Linked DNA regions of Mus musculus: region 2 is linked to region 1. Evidence: chromatin contacts called from public promoter capture Hi-C data. All regions are on one chromosome and are shown on one strand. Each heading gives the region's core, a stretch centred on a gene start, on an enhancer-like site or on the middle of the called end of the contact. The rest is flanking DNA. Distances are from core to core; before and after follow the strand shown. Region 1 has its middle 4.1 kb from the start of Itgam. Region 2 has its middle 32 kb from the start of Bag3.

Region 1 (3,703 bases), core at 79-2,578:
GATGCAGATGCAGATGCAGATACAGATACAGATACAGGCACATCTACTAGTAAGATGTGAAGACAGGCGGGCAAGCAATGCTGCCTCCCCTCCAACCCTTTATGTTTGGGACGCCCACTGGAAGGTGCTGCTTACCCGGAGGGAGCTGTCTTTTCTGGAAATTCCCTCAGAGATCCACCTACAGGCCTGGCTCTTAGTTGATTGCATCAAGTTGACAGTCAGGATTCATCATTACGCTGGGGTGGGTCTTTGAAGCTTGTATTTGGTCTCTAGTCCTTTCCTCCTCCTGCTGTTTGTTGTGAAGTGAAGACGGTTCCCTGCCACACTCTCCAGCTGCCATGATGTTTAACCTCACCAGGATCCAGAATCAGAGAGCCAAGTAACAGTGGACTTTGGAACCTCTGAAACACTGAATAAATAAGTAAATATTTCCTCTCCAGGCTGTTTCTGAAGGTGTTTGTGCACAAGGAAGGACTGCAGAGTGACAGGGACATTCCCTCACACTCTCTAGGCAGCGTCTCATTTGGCTTGTTCCTCTTCCTTAGCCCTTAGCTCAGAATACAGCTACACTCTCAGTTTAAATCAGCTACAGTGCTTTTTCTTTCTGGTTATAAAAGTCCCCCCTCTCTTTCTCTGTGTCTCTCTTTCTGCCTCTCTCTTTGTCTCTCTCTCTCTGTTTGCCTGTCTGCTTGCCTGTCTGCCTCTCTCTCTCTCTCTCTCTCTCTCTCTCTCTCTCTCTCTCTCTCTCTCACACACACACACACACACACACACACTATAAGTGCAAGCCAGGCTTGATGAGCACAGATATAAATCTAGCATTTGGAAGGCTGAAGCAGGAGGATTATGAGTTTGAGACCAACATAGGCTGTTGCAATCATCCACCCACAAAAAAAAATTTCCAATAATTTTAAGTTTTGTTTTGTTTTGAGATAGGGTTTCACTATGTAATCTGACTGATTTGAAATCCTCTATGTACACCAGGGTGGTTTTGAACTTCTAAAGATCAACCTATCTCTGCCTTTCAAGTGCTGGTGACCACTCTTGGCCCATAACCCTAATTAGTTTGCCTATGTAGAGGCAAAGGAAAAATCTCTCTCCATGGCAGATGAAGGGTGGTCACAGATTGGGCACAGAATTGAGAAGTGGGCTGTGCTGTTCACCTTGAACAGGAAGAATTTCTGTAGCCATTCGGTGAGTAGAACCTGATGCACGAGGCTTTGGGACTCTTGCCCCTGAAATCCAGCATTGTTCTGGGAGAAGCCCGAGCCGCATGCAGAGGTGCTGCAGTCACAGCTGCGACCTTAGTCTAGTCTACAGCCAGCACCGATGCTCAGCGGTGTGAATGACCCACCTGGGAAGGTCAGCCTAAGAGCAGTTGGCTAGCTCCAGCACTAGCCATGATCTGACGCCAGCCATGTGAGATACTTAGGTGGGAACTGTGAGCCAGGAACCAAAGAGCAACAACAGTAACAACCCACCACAGCAATACTAACCCTCTACAACAGTAACAACCACACAATGTGGGGTGGTGGGCTGTAAGAGGAAGCCTGGTAAGGCTGAGCTAAGGTTTGAAGCCCTGGAGACCCTGAAGGGACTGTAGGATCCTTGCCTGCTCCCAGAACCAGGCCCCTGTCACGTAGCCACAGCTCCCCGCCCCACACCCCTGTAGAGAGGTCTGTGGCCATCGGTCACATAGGGACAGCACCCCAAGCCCTCCCACATGTAGATAAGGTATCCCTAAGCTCTCAGACCAGGCCGATAGGAAACACCTACTGTCAGACCGTGACCCACCCCAAAACTGTATATAAAGATCCTATCCAGAAGGAATAAAGGTGTGTGAGAATTACTCTGTCAGCTGAGCACTTCTGTCATAGGAGCTGTATCACTGAAGCCAGGGGAGAGACCTGCTCTCCCAAAACGCCACCAGAAGCTACCCCTTCCCCCGGCACCCCTCACTGGCTAGTCAGCTCAACCCAGTCTGACTCAGTGCAGAGCGACCAGTGACCAGTGCGGTGTCTTGGAGCAACAGAAGCAGAAGCAGCAGCTGTGGAGGCAGCTGCAGCAGCAGAGGCACTCCCCGCACCACCCCCCCTGAGTTCGCTCCCTTTGCCTGAACCCTCGCACCTGGCTAGGCCAGAGATCTCTGTGGAAAGCCTCCAGTATACAGGCCCACACCACAACAATAACCCACTACAAAAATAACAACCTATCACAACAATGAACCCACCACAACAGTAATAACCACCACAATAAAGTGCTGTGCTAAGCTGTTAAGTTTTGGACTGGTTTACAAGGAAGTAACTGTTAACTGCCTTGTGTTTGTAATTCACTATCTTGGAGATGACAATATTTATTCATTTATATTTAATTTTTGTTTTCAAAAGAATATTATTTAATCTTTGAAATTTCTATACATCACACAACGTATTTTGTGATCAAAATACCTATCTACCATCATGCCCTGGAACTCTTTCCTTGTCACTCACTGTGCTGGCTAGTTTTAGGTCAGTTTGACACAAGCTAGGGGCATCTGAAAGAGGAAACCTCTACTGAGGAAATGTCTCCATAAGACCTGGCTGTAAGGCATTTCCTTAATTAGTGATTGATGGGGGAGGGCCCGGCCCACTGTGGGTGGTGCCATCCTGGGCCTGTGGTTCTGGGTTCTTTTTCTTTTTTTGGATTTTTCGAGACAGGGTTTCTTTGTGTAGCCCTGGCTGTCCTGGAACTCACTCTGTAGACGAAGCTGGCCTTGAACTCTGTGCTAAGAAATCTGCCTGCCTCTGCCTCCCAGGTGCTGGGATTAAAGGCATGCGCCACCACTGCCCGGCTGGTTCTGGGTTCTATGAGAATGCAGGCTGAGTAAGTAGTTCAGGTTCCTGCCCTGTCTGAGTTCCTGTTCTGACAAATAAACACTTTCCTCTCAAGCTGATTTTGGTCATGGTATTTATCATAGCAACAGTCCCCCATCTAAGACACCACATTAACTTCATGTCTTTCTTTGCTAGAAATAATCCCGAATGTTCAATTAGTGCTTTCCATATGAGCATGGGTGTCAGGCCACCCATTGGGAGATATATACATACATACATACATACATACATACATACACCTACATACACACACACACACACACACATACACACACACACATATGTATATATATATATATATATATATATATATATACATACACACACACACACACACATATATATATACATATATATATATACACCTACATACACATACACACACACATACACACACATATATACACACACATATATATATATATTGAGGTAATGTCTTAATTTATATCCTAGGTCAATCTTGAATTCATAGTAATCCTCCTGCATCAGCCTCTGAATGCTGAGACTATAGATATGTGTCACATTACATTTTAATTTTTTGGTGTATGTGTGTATGTGGTATATGTATGTCTTTGCATGGGTGTCTTCATATATGTGTGTGTGTATTTACACACCATGCATGTGTATTCATGCTTAGGTCAGAGGTTGGAGTTGTCAGGTGTTTTCCTCTATCATTCTCTACTTTTTTGAAACAGGGTCTTCACTGAGTGTGGAAGTTCATTGATCAGCTAGACTGGTTGGCCAGTGAGCCGCAGTGAGCCGCAGTGAGCCGCAGTGAGCCGCAGTGAGCCGCAGTGAGCCGCAGTGAGCCGCAGTGAGCCGCAGTGAGC
Region 2 (3,764 bases), core at 582-3,081, 500 kb after region 1:
CCACTTCCTCCTGGCTCTGAAGCTGCTCTGACTCAGGGTATACAAACAGAACTACATTAGCTCTGGGAAGCCCTGAGCATGGGATGGGGGGGGGGGGGGGGGCGGGGCTCCCTTGAGATGTAGTTCAAAATAAACACAACAGTAATAGCAATAGGAGTATAAAGAAGATCTCAGCTTCCCAGGTTAAAGTTTTTTGACTTTAACAAAATTTAAAAATTCCTCCAGGTATGTATGCGTGTGTGTGTGTGTGTGTGCACCTAAGAGTGTGTGGGGGGTGAGTGGATGGGGGTCACATGCATACATGTGATAGGGCATGCCCCCATTTCCTGGGACTTCGGAGACTCATCTGCACTGCTGGAACCAGTAGCAACTGAGAAGAGCTGCTTCAGCCCCAGGGGAGAGCGCTGAGCTGGTGAGGATCCTGGGATAGAGAGGCAGCCCATGGCACCCAGGTAAGGCAGCCACAGGTGCTGGGCCCTGGCAGCCAGGAAGCAGTGGGGCCAAGTTTCAGGTTCAAATAGAAGCTAGCCTGAAGGCGGTGCAGGGGCTGGGAGAACACCTCCTTAGCAGGCCAGGGTAGCTCATGTCTACAACCTGAGCTCTTAGGAGGCTAAAGCTGGAGTTTGAAACCACATAAGGCCATAGAGTAAAGACGAAAGAAAGAAAGAAAGAAAGAAAGAAAGAAAGAGAGAGAGAGAGAGAGAGAGAGAGAGAGAGAGAGAGAGAGAGAGAAGAGAGAAGAAAAAAGAAAAAATATTCTTCTGGAAGTTTCTAGAACATTTGTTTTCTATCGATGACTGTTCCAACCTCTGCCAGCCATGGTGAACTGGCAGTCCTTACAGAGGCTGCATTTTTTTTTTTCTTACAGACTTGTTTCTAGGGAAGGCCTCCTTTTCTAGCCTCAAGAGAAATTCTACCCCTAATCCTTCTCTCCATCTCGCCTTTCGCCTTGTCTCTCAGCTTCCTGCTGCCTCTCCTTAGTTGAGAAGAAATGCAGCCACAGAAGGAGTAGTCCTCAGAGCTCAGCTTAACCCCCTTTATCAGCAAGTGTCTTGACAGAGCCACCTACGTCGGTCCCCAGCTGGACTCCCAGGGCCTGTACAGTCCTCTGCCACCCACTCATTCCTCCTTCCCACTCCACCGAAACCTCTCCTTGTGGGCACATCTGTGCAGTCATTGCAGATCTTCCTCGCTGGACTGTGACTCACCGTCCTCCCCAGTGGACTGTGACTCACCGTCCTCCCCACCCACTTAACCACTGAGTCTGCCCAGCACCCTTTCTCTCACCACAGGGCAGAAGATGAATTTTGTGTCAGCTCAGCTAGAAGGCAGAGCCCATATTCAACCAAGCCCTAGACGCCGTTGTGCCTCCTGTGGTAAGATAAAGGTGTAGGACATAGCTCTGTGAAAAAAGTGCTTGTCCAGGCTATGTGAAGCCCTAGGTTTGACCTTGGAATCACATAAAACTGGGTGTAGTGGTGTGTACCTGTAATCCCCAAAAGTCAGGAGGTTCAAGAAGGAGCTGAGACGTTCAAAGTCATTCTTAGCTCTCCAGTAAGCTTCAGGTCAACCTGGGCTACGTGAGACCCTGTCACCAACCAACACGGATGCTTATTTCTCTAGAGAAACTGTGTCCGCACTCTGGTGCCCAACCTCCTCAGCCCCCAGCCACCTCTGGTCAGTATCTCTAATACCTTCAGTCAAGAGGGTGCATCCTTTGGGGGTACTCGAGCTCAGATCCTGAGTGTCCTTCTGAGTCTACACTAAGCCAGCTTTAAGCCAGCAGCTTCCGTGGGGGCAATGTCAAGGCCACAGAGGCCAGCCAGGTGCATGAGAGGCAGTGCCAGCTGCCACAGGTTGGGGTAGGAAGAGACTGATGCTCAGTCACTGCCAGGGGGAACATGGTCCAGTGTTGTGAGAGATCTCTAGTTTCCAAGAAAGACAAGAAATCTGTTTTGTAAGATTTCTCTGTTTAAAAATATTTTTTAAAAATGTTTTAAAAGAACTAGTCAGGCCCAACAAAATCTGTCTGCAAGCCAGATTCGGCCCTGGGGCTGCCAGCAAACAAGCTCCAAGTTCCACTATTCTGTAAATATTTAATAGTCTCCATTCCTTACTGTTTGCCCCCAGCCCTGAAAGTGTTGAGAGCAAAGCCTATAACTTGGACTCTCATACAGCCAACTTGAGGTGGGACAGTGACCTAGAGAGGTGGGGGGGGGGGGCAGGAAGGATGGGAGGTGTACTTAGCTCTCAACTGTTTCTCTACTTTGCCAAACACCTTTTTTTTTTTTTTAATCTGGCCCCTCCTCCCACCCCCATCACACCCTTCTATAGCCACACAGTTCTGAGGTTACACTCAGGATCCCACATGTAAACCAAACCTCTCTCAGGCCTGCCATTCCTCTCTTCACTGGCCCTTCCTGCTCAGCACCAGTGCTCACAGGGTGATCACAGCGTTGGCTCTGCCAGTTATGTGGGCAGGGCTCCAGTACCAGCTCCTCACTCAACAGTCAGCCATGACCTTAACCTTCTAGAGACTCAGTTTCCCCCACCGTCACACCTCGGCAATTTGTAGTAAGCTTTCACGACTCTTCAGGAAGTCTTATTTCATTCTGAGGACAAGTTGCCCACGGTAGTCAATATTGTTGAGTAGAATGTCTTGGTGCCTGTGCTGTCCCAGTGCCGCTGACCAAGGAGAAAGGGACAAACAAAACAAAAGCAAATAAACAAAAACCCTTGTTGATCTTTATCTATTTATTGTGTATCTGTTTGAGTGTGTGTATGTGTGTGTGTTTGTGTGTGTGTGTGTGTGTGTGTGTGTGTGTAGGAATATACATGCCACAGTGCGTGTGAGGAACTCAGAGAATAATTTGTGGGAGTCAGTTCTCTCCTTCTACCATGTGTGGTCCAGAAATCAAACTCAAGTGGTCAGGCTTGGTGGAAAGTGCCTTTTATCCACAGAGCCATCTTGCTGGCCCAACATGTCAACCCTTCTGCTTTGAATCTGAATCTCAACGACAAATCCAGGCAGGCTCCAGGCCAGGAACAACTTCACAGCACTCTCTGTCTCCTCTTCTGGTCATGAGTGCCCATCCCTGTCTGCAACCTTCCCTCTCAAGTCCAGAAGACACTTTCCTTTTCTTTTTCTTTCCCTTTTTCTTTTCTTTTCTTTTCTTTTTGTTTCTTTTCTTTTTTTTTGAGACAGTGACTCATGTGCCCCAGGCTGGGTTCAAATTCCCTATGCAGCTGAGGATGGTCTTAAATTTATGTATGATCCAGCTTGTGTTCTAGTTTGTTTTTTGTTGTTGTCATACATATCATGATTAAAAAGCAACTTGTAGAGAAAGGGGTTTATATTTTCTTACAGGTTAAAATTCATTGTGGAAGGAAGCCAAGGCAACACCTGAAGGCAAAAGCTTGAAATAACAATGACAAAGGAGCTCTCCTTACTAGGTTCCCCAAGTCATGCTCAGCCATCTTTCTTAAACATCCAGGCAGACCTGCCTAGGGATGGTGCTGCCCACAGTGGGCTTGACACCCCCATATCAGTTAGCAATCAAGAAAATGTCCCATAGAGATCCCCATAGGCCAATCTGATAAAGGCAATTTCTCAACTGAGGTTTGCTCTTCCCAGGTGTCAAGTTGATAACCAAAATTGGCTACCACACCAAGGTTCCACCTCCCCCCAATCAATAATATTACAGGTGTGACATCATGCCCAGTTTATGCAATGGTTGGGATTGAACCCAAGACTTCCTGCATGC

What was found. Promoter capture Hi-C pulls out the DNA fragments that hold promoters and counts their contacts.
Region 2: a promoter capture Hi-C map of liver shows a contact between it and region 1, with 2.0 times the contacts expected there. The contact joins two enhancer-like sites. A contact is called at or near these places in 3 of 39 promoter capture datasets (hematopoietic stem and progenitor cells and liver).

Annotation. Positions count from the first base shown.
Region 1 is chr7:128,056,708-128,060,410 of GRCm38.p6, forward strand. No RefSeq gene overlaps it. Among named protein-coding and RNA genes, the nearest start is that of Itgam, 4.1 kb to the right of the region's middle. Within about 2 kb of position 1,329, at least 90 of the 459 cell types and tissues checked have an H3K27ac peak or open chromatin away from gene starts, as enhancers often do. A contact at or near this core is called in liver, where this site is marked.
Region 2 is chr7:128,553,545-128,557,308 of GRCm38.p6, forward strand. No RefSeq gene overlaps it. Among named protein-coding and RNA genes, the nearest start is that of Bag3, 32 kb to the left of the region's middle. Within about 2 kb of position 1,832, at least 107 of the 459 cell types and tissues checked have an H3K27ac peak or open chromatin away from gene starts, as enhancers often do. A contact at or near this core is called in liver, where this site is marked.